Linked DNA regions of Macaca mulatta: region 2 is linked to region 1. Evidence: chromatin contacts called from public Hi-C data. All regions are on one chromosome and are shown on one strand. The core of a region is the stretch at or near the end of the contact, and the rest is flanking DNA. Distances in the headings are between cores, read along the strand shown. Region 1 has its middle 82 kb from the start of BEND5. Region 2 has its middle 81 kb from the start of SPATA6.

Region 1 (3,318 bases), core at 219-2,718:
ATGTAGGCCACATTACTGTGATTTCTATAAACTCCTCAACTCTCTCACTTTCTCACTCCGGTGATGCCTGATCTCCCAACAGACGCTGAGTGAAGCCCCTCCTGGGAATATTTCCATCTCCTGAGTCCTGTGTCCCGCTTTTCAAGTGAGCAAGTGCTTGGGTATGCTTCCTGCACTTGGGTACTTCTTCCTGCATTGGTGACCACAGGTGGTGGTGGTAGTGGTGGTGGCGGTTTTATAAAGGAAAAGACATCAGGCAAGGAATCTAAGGCCCCAGTAACTGTATTTGAAGCCCTATCCTCCCACTGTCCAGGTATGACATTGGGCCTCATTTCCCTTTTTGTACAATAAGGTTGACCTAAAGGTCCTAAGAAAGCCCCTAGTTTTAACATCTAACACCCATAGATCCTTCCAGGTCCTAGAGCCACCTTGCTGAGTGACCTTGGGAAGGTCACCAGCTCGATGATGTGGATCCTTCCAAGCTCAATGTGAGTGGCAAGTGTAATAGTGCTTTGGAAAATTTGCGTGATCGCCTGATTGCTCACGTGGCCTCTTGGGGGAAAGTGGAAGCAGGTTGTTCAGATGTGTGTGCATTCCCCACAAAGCCTGGCTGGGCACCTGGCAGGTGGCTACTTGAGGGACAGGACACACAGAGAGATAAGATATCTCTAATATTTTGAATACCTCCTTTCCCAACTGCCCTGGGACAGAAGAAGCACCCTGGCTCTGTGGAGCCAGGACAGGGTCAGGACCAGCGCAGACAGCCGTAGCATTAGGAGGCGGGCTTCTGCTCCTAATGAGAAGGCCCTTCAAACAGCCATGTTTAAAGATGAATCCAGGTGGCGCCGAGCTCCCTGGCCATGCAGGCCAGTGGGTCAAGTGGAGTCCACTCTTGGTGAAGAGTAGGGATGGGGGTGTAGGGGGTTTAGGGGCCAGTGGTGGTCTAGGCTAGTACTTACCAAACCTGACTGTGCTTAGAAACTAAAAATCTGTCTTTGCAGCACCTTGGGGATGTGGCTTAAAGCTTGGTATTTTCATAAATGGGGGTGCCTTAAAATGAGTCCACTCACAGAATTTAGCTGTCCTCTTCTGAGTCTCTCTCATTGAGGCCAGTGTTCAAACTCCCATTCCAGCACTGCTCTCCTGTACCAGCCACCTTTCTGACATCTGTGCAAAGCAGTAGTGGGCCGGTCTGCTGTCCCAAACTCCCTTCCATTCCATAATAGAATTGGTTAAAGGGAAGGGGGTGGGGAAAGGTGTAAGTCAGATGCATTTGAAGGAAAGCAGCTTTGAAGTCCTGGGGCCATTATGTTAATGGCATTACTCAATTTCTGGAAGCAATCCTGATTAAATATTCATTGGCTTTGATTATACTGAAATTAGGGCTAAAGCGTGAAGTCAAATTGAGGGGAATAATGGCAGTGTAAATAATGCATGGCCTCTAAATTGAAAACACCAGCTTGTGCGGCCCCAGCTCTCCCCCCACCCTGCTTGTCACTGTGCCATTTGTTTAGAAGGTGATTAGTCTGACGTGGGCATCTTTCACCAGCTGGGGAACTAGGAACTGGAAGGCTCTCAGGGCTCTGTGTGTCTCTGCAAATGCAGGGGAATTGAAGCAGACACCTTCCAGCAGGGGACTCTCTGCAGGTCAGGAACCTGGAAGTTTAGAATCTTGGTAAAGCCCGGTCACAGAGTCCTGTATTCTCTGAGTGACACAGTCATGGACTCTGAGGAAAACAGAATCTTGTGCTCTTGAATCTTCGATAGTGTAATCCTTGAACAGAAAAGAGCCAGTAGGGTGGGGAGGAGTGCAGCAGGAGAGAGCTTAGAATAACCAGGTGAGGTTTATTTCAATTAATGTGGTCAAGAGACAGAAAGGTACGTTGGTGATTTTAAAATGGTGGGATGAGTGCTGTACAGAGGTGTGTGCAAGAGGCTGCTGTGGGAATTCAAAAAAGGACTTTCATTTGCTAGAGGGGGTTATCGGGGATCGGGCGGCTGAGTCAGAAGAGGAGAGTCAGGAAAGTTCCAAGAGATCTTGCTAGATGGTGCCTTATCATCCTCTGGACCCCTAATGCCTGGCCCAGGGCCTGGCCCAGAGAGGAAGCTGATGGGTATTGGTAGGATAAATGGATAAAGCATAGTATCAGGAAAAGAGGAAGCAATTCTCTTTGCTCCTGGAGGAAAACTGTTAGTCTCAGAACCATGAAAGGACTGTTGCAAGAAACTAGAGCCCCCAGTCACCATGCGCTGACTATGTGATAGGCACTGTGCAAAGTACCAGGATTGCATACAGCATCTCATCTTATTTCTCCCCATCTCAGGAGGAAGGTACGATGATTATCCCCATTTTGTGATCAAGAACAGCAATACTTTAAAGAAGTTAATTTGCACACACAACTAAAGAAGTTAAATTACACACACACCTAGCAAGTACTGAACCTGGCATCTAAATCCATGATGCTTTTTAAAAAACATTCTCAGTAGTTCCGCATCTCCAGTGATAGTCAGCTACAGATATTCATATCCTGTCTCTCAATCCTCACCCATCCTTTCCGATCCACCACTGTTTCTCTGCTGCTGTAGGATTCCTGAGAGGTGGGGTACACTCATTTGTGCACCAGGACTAGGAGGACAACTGCCTGTACATGTGTTAGCATATCAAGAGTCCAAGAAAGCAGTGCCAGTGAGAGCTGCCACACTCCAAACCACAGACTCTGCCGTGTTTTTTGTTTTGTTTTGTTTTGTTTCTTGTTTTTTGTTTTTTGTTTTCAGTTGCATAGGGAAAAAAGCAGGTCAGGGGACAGAACAGGTACAAAGACAGAACGTGAGAAGGGTTTGCGGGTCCAGGGACTTGGGTTGGTTGAGTATAGCCCATGCAGGTCGGGGTGAGTCAGACTCAGGAGCCCTGTCTGGTACCCGGCAGGAGGGCTGACTTCAGCAGGCTGCCTCCCACTTTCCATCAGGGCAGAGCCTGAAGTCACGGAAGGTTGTCAGTGCCCTTCCAGGTTTCCTGCAGACTTAGAAAGGGGTTTCTATTTTATGTTTTGGGGTCCACGGCTGATCTGTGAAGTGACAGAGAAATGGATGTCACCAGGCTTGTTCTTGGAGCCTTCCTTTTGCCCAGAGGTCTCGCGAGGAAGTTGAGCAGTGTGGGTGCAGTGGCCTGCTCAGCAGAGTGCCCCGTCTGGCAAGGCACAGGGACGAGCTCAGGAGAGCTTCCTGCTGACTCCAGGCCGCCTTGCCCAAAAGCGCACCTTGACCTGTCTACATGCACACACGTCACCATGAAATTTCCTTTTGTGGAGCCAGCCGACA
Region 2 (3,318 bases), core at 530-3,029, 130 kb after region 1:
ACTCACTGTAAATGTTAGTGTTCTTTTTAGCTATTTACACACAGTGAACTCCCCTGTGAGGTCCAAAGGGGAGCAGACAGCACAGACTGTGAAAATTCCCCTGAACGGGGAGCCAGATGCATGGAAATAGCAAGAGTTCAAAGTGGAGTCTAAGCGCAGAAGACCCTTTGGGCCAAGCCAAGCTCAGAGTCAGGTTACAGATGAAGGCCATCAACAGTCATCAACTGGTGGCCCATGGCTGACTCCTTCCTGTAGATGGTGGGTATGGCAAGGAAAATGTTTTGTTGGCTGGTGAGTTGGTTGGTTGGTTGGTTGAGTTTTGAGCTTGAGGTTTTTGAGCATGGCATTTACTGTCTCACTTGTCACTGATCCTTCTATTGTTTCATACTTATCATTGCACATAGTTACATTATGAATCTATCCTCTGAAGACATTTGATTTTGTGATCCTGGTATACATGCTGGTTAAGAGACGAAGTAATACAAAGAACAGGTTGATAGGCAGGGGAAGTATGGAAACAAAAGCATCGACATAGAAAGGCACAGAGAATGAACAGGGATTTGAGGCATTACAGGGGCCAAGTAGTATGAGGACGAGCCCAGAGGTGAAGACAGTGTGGAGCATCTGGGAGCCCCATGTCATCTGGTGTGGTGGGGGTGTCAGTGAGGAATGGGGAGAAGGGAGAGATGGGTCAGGAGAAGGCAGCAGGAGCCTAGATGGAGGGCCTGACTGCAACAATTAATGGGTTTGGACCAGGGAAAGTACAGAACTGTTGAAAAGGTTTAAGTCAGAAAGGGACACAGTCAGCTCTGCATCTTAGGCATATGGCTTTGGCAGCAGTGATAAGAATGGATTTGATAGCAGCAAGAGTAGACCAGAGGCCGCTGCAGTAACCTAGCGACGTGACCATGAGGCCTGAATGGGGTAGAGGCCGTGCAATGGAGAGAAGGAGAGATGGGAAAGTCATGTCTGGGGTGGACTCAGTAGGAGATCCATTGGTTTCTTTTCTTGAGGGAGAAAACAGTACCCGCTTGGCTGATGATAGGCCTGATCATTGAGCTCACTGAATTTACAGGAGAAAGTACACAAATGTGGGAGCGCTGGCTGCATATTTGACCTTCGACAGACAAATCAAGGCTCGTAGGAAATCCAGTTGTCAGTGTGAGAAGGGAAGAGAAAAGTTCTAGTTTGAGTCTCCTGGTCTCTTCCTCTTTTGAATTCCGCTACAGCAGCCAAGCTTTGCCACATTTTGATTTAAACTTTTACAGCTAGGCCTGACTTCACAGATCAGAATGCTAAGGCTTCCCAATGAGCATCGACATTTCCAGAGCTACTGGTGGCTAGAAGCTTTTTGCTCTGTCCTTCCTGTATGTTTTAAGAAATGTATTTTTCTATGTACCTATCTGATTGGCTGTCTGTTTATCTATCTGTAAGTCACCTTTTCGTTTTGTTTCTCTTTCTAATTCTGTCTCTGTCACTTTCTCTGAGAATTTGTCTTTGTGTGTTGTTACTCTCTGTATCTCCTCCTCTCTGTTTATCTCTTTTAATTCTCTCTCTCTCCTCTCTCGGACCTCCTCACTCTATTTCTGTCATCTCCCTCTCTCCCTCTCTGCCTCTCTCCATTTTCATTCTGCCTCTTTTTCTCTATTCACAGTTCTGATTAGACAAATGACTCAGGGATGAGGCCAATCTCTGCCCAGTGGTTAATTGATGTCTGCTATAGAACTGCCTAAGTGAGTAACTCTTGTCATTAGCATGAGATGGGTTGCCTTGGCCTACAACTAGGAAACCTTTGAAATTCTGCATCTAAATTGCCATTCTTTTGACTGCTGCTAGTGATGCTAATTAGCTGTGTTAATTGGATGTTTTGATATTTGAAGAGCAAAGCAATCCAACTTCTTCCTCCAGAAAGCCAAAATTATTAATGAACTTGGCAGCAGCCTGGCTCTCTTTCCACAGTGGGCACAGCCAAAGATATTGGGGTAGGCAAAGGGGTTATTCTAAGAAAGCGTCTTGTCTGCTCTTGGAAAGAGAGAAAGCTGTGGAACTGGCTGTGGAGTATCCTAGGGTGAAATCACCCAGTGAGACAGAAGTCTCAGACCTAGAGACCAAAGACTAACACAAGGAATTTGATTGTATTTTGCCACTATCTGCCATAACCCTGGACAACCAGGCTTGAACTTTTGCATCCCAGTGTCTAGCATGGTACCTGGCACACAGTTAACATTTTACACAAATTATTGCATGAATAACCAACAAGAGCATGGATCTTGAAGTCAGACTTGGATTTGAATCCAAGCTCAGCTACTTTCTAGCTGAATTATTTGAGAAGAAGTTACTTATCTCTCTGAGTCTCCAATTTTCTTCCAGTTACATATTGGTGAAGAATTCTGATGAACATAATTTTCTCCAACTTGTTCTGTTTTTACTGATGCTTTATTATCCCACTACAAATAATATCTGGTACCCCATCTGCCTAACCTGCCTCTTGATCTATCTCCAATTATAAAACAAATTAAAGCTAAGTAAAAGATATTAACAGAATTCTGTGGGGATACAGAAAACAGAGCAATGAATTCAAACTTGGGGGAATCTGGGAAGACCTTCTAAATGGAGCAGATTTTGAGCTGGGTCTAAAAGGGAGGTTAAGCCTTCAATAAGAGGAGAAGAGAGAGTTGGAGTAACAGGAAGGCATTCCACAAGTGTCTACAAAGAACAGAACCATGGACAGGCACCTCACTGCTCTGAAATAAGAAACCTAATTATCTCTAAGGGTTCTGTTAGCTCCATGTAGCAGGATTCTATGAAATTGTTCTTTCCCATATCTTACGGTATCTTTCCTCTAGTGAGAAAACAATAATCAACAGCAGAGCCAAGAATATAGGAAATGAAAAGTTGGGTGTGGTAGAGGAGACTTGACATTTTACTCACCATTGAGAGGAACATTCTTCAGAAAGCCAAGCCCAAGGCCTGCAATATGGTCGCATTAGTCAGGGTTCTCCAGAGAAATAGAACCAATAGAATATTTATGTCAATATCAATATCTATATCTATGTCTACGTCTATATCCATATCTACATCTATATCTCCTTTTGGTTCTGCTTTCATATATATATGTAAAGAGATTATATGCATAAAGACATTTATTATAAAGAATAGGCTTATGCAATTATGGAGACTGAGAAGTCCCAAATCTGCAGTCAATGAGTTGGAGTCCCAGGAGAGCTGATATGTCTAAGGCTGAAGGCCTGAGAAACAGGAGAGCTGATGGTGCAAGTTCCAATCTGAAAGTCAACAGACTTGAGACCCAAGAAGAAC

Evidence for each region. A called contact is a pair of places that touch in the nucleus more often than the background predicts.
Region 2: a contact with region 1 is called in a Hi-C map of fetal cortex germinal zone, with 1.8 times the contacts expected there. The contact joins two enhancer-like sites. A contact is called at or near these places in 3 of 14 Hi-C or Micro-C datasets (fetal cortex germinal zone, fetal cortical plate and liver).

The regions. Positions count from the first base shown.
Region 1 is chr1:191,914,848-191,918,165 of T2T-MMU8v2.0, forward strand. It overlaps a transcript of BEND5 not described here. Among named protein-coding and RNA genes, the nearest start is that of BEND5, 82 kb to the left of the region's middle. Within about 2 kb of position 1,469, at least 2 of the 40 cell types and tissues checked have an H3K27ac peak or open chromatin away from gene starts, as enhancers often do. A contact at or near this core is called in fetal cortex germinal zone, where this site is marked.
Region 2 is chr1:192,049,137-192,052,454 of T2T-MMU8v2.0, forward strand. It overlaps a transcript of BEND5 not described here. Among named protein-coding and RNA genes, the nearest start is that of SPATA6, 81 kb to the right of the region's middle. Within about 2 kb of position 1,780, at least 2 of the 40 cell types and tissues checked have an H3K27ac peak or open chromatin away from gene starts, as enhancers often do. A contact at or near this core is called in fetal cortex germinal zone, where this site is marked.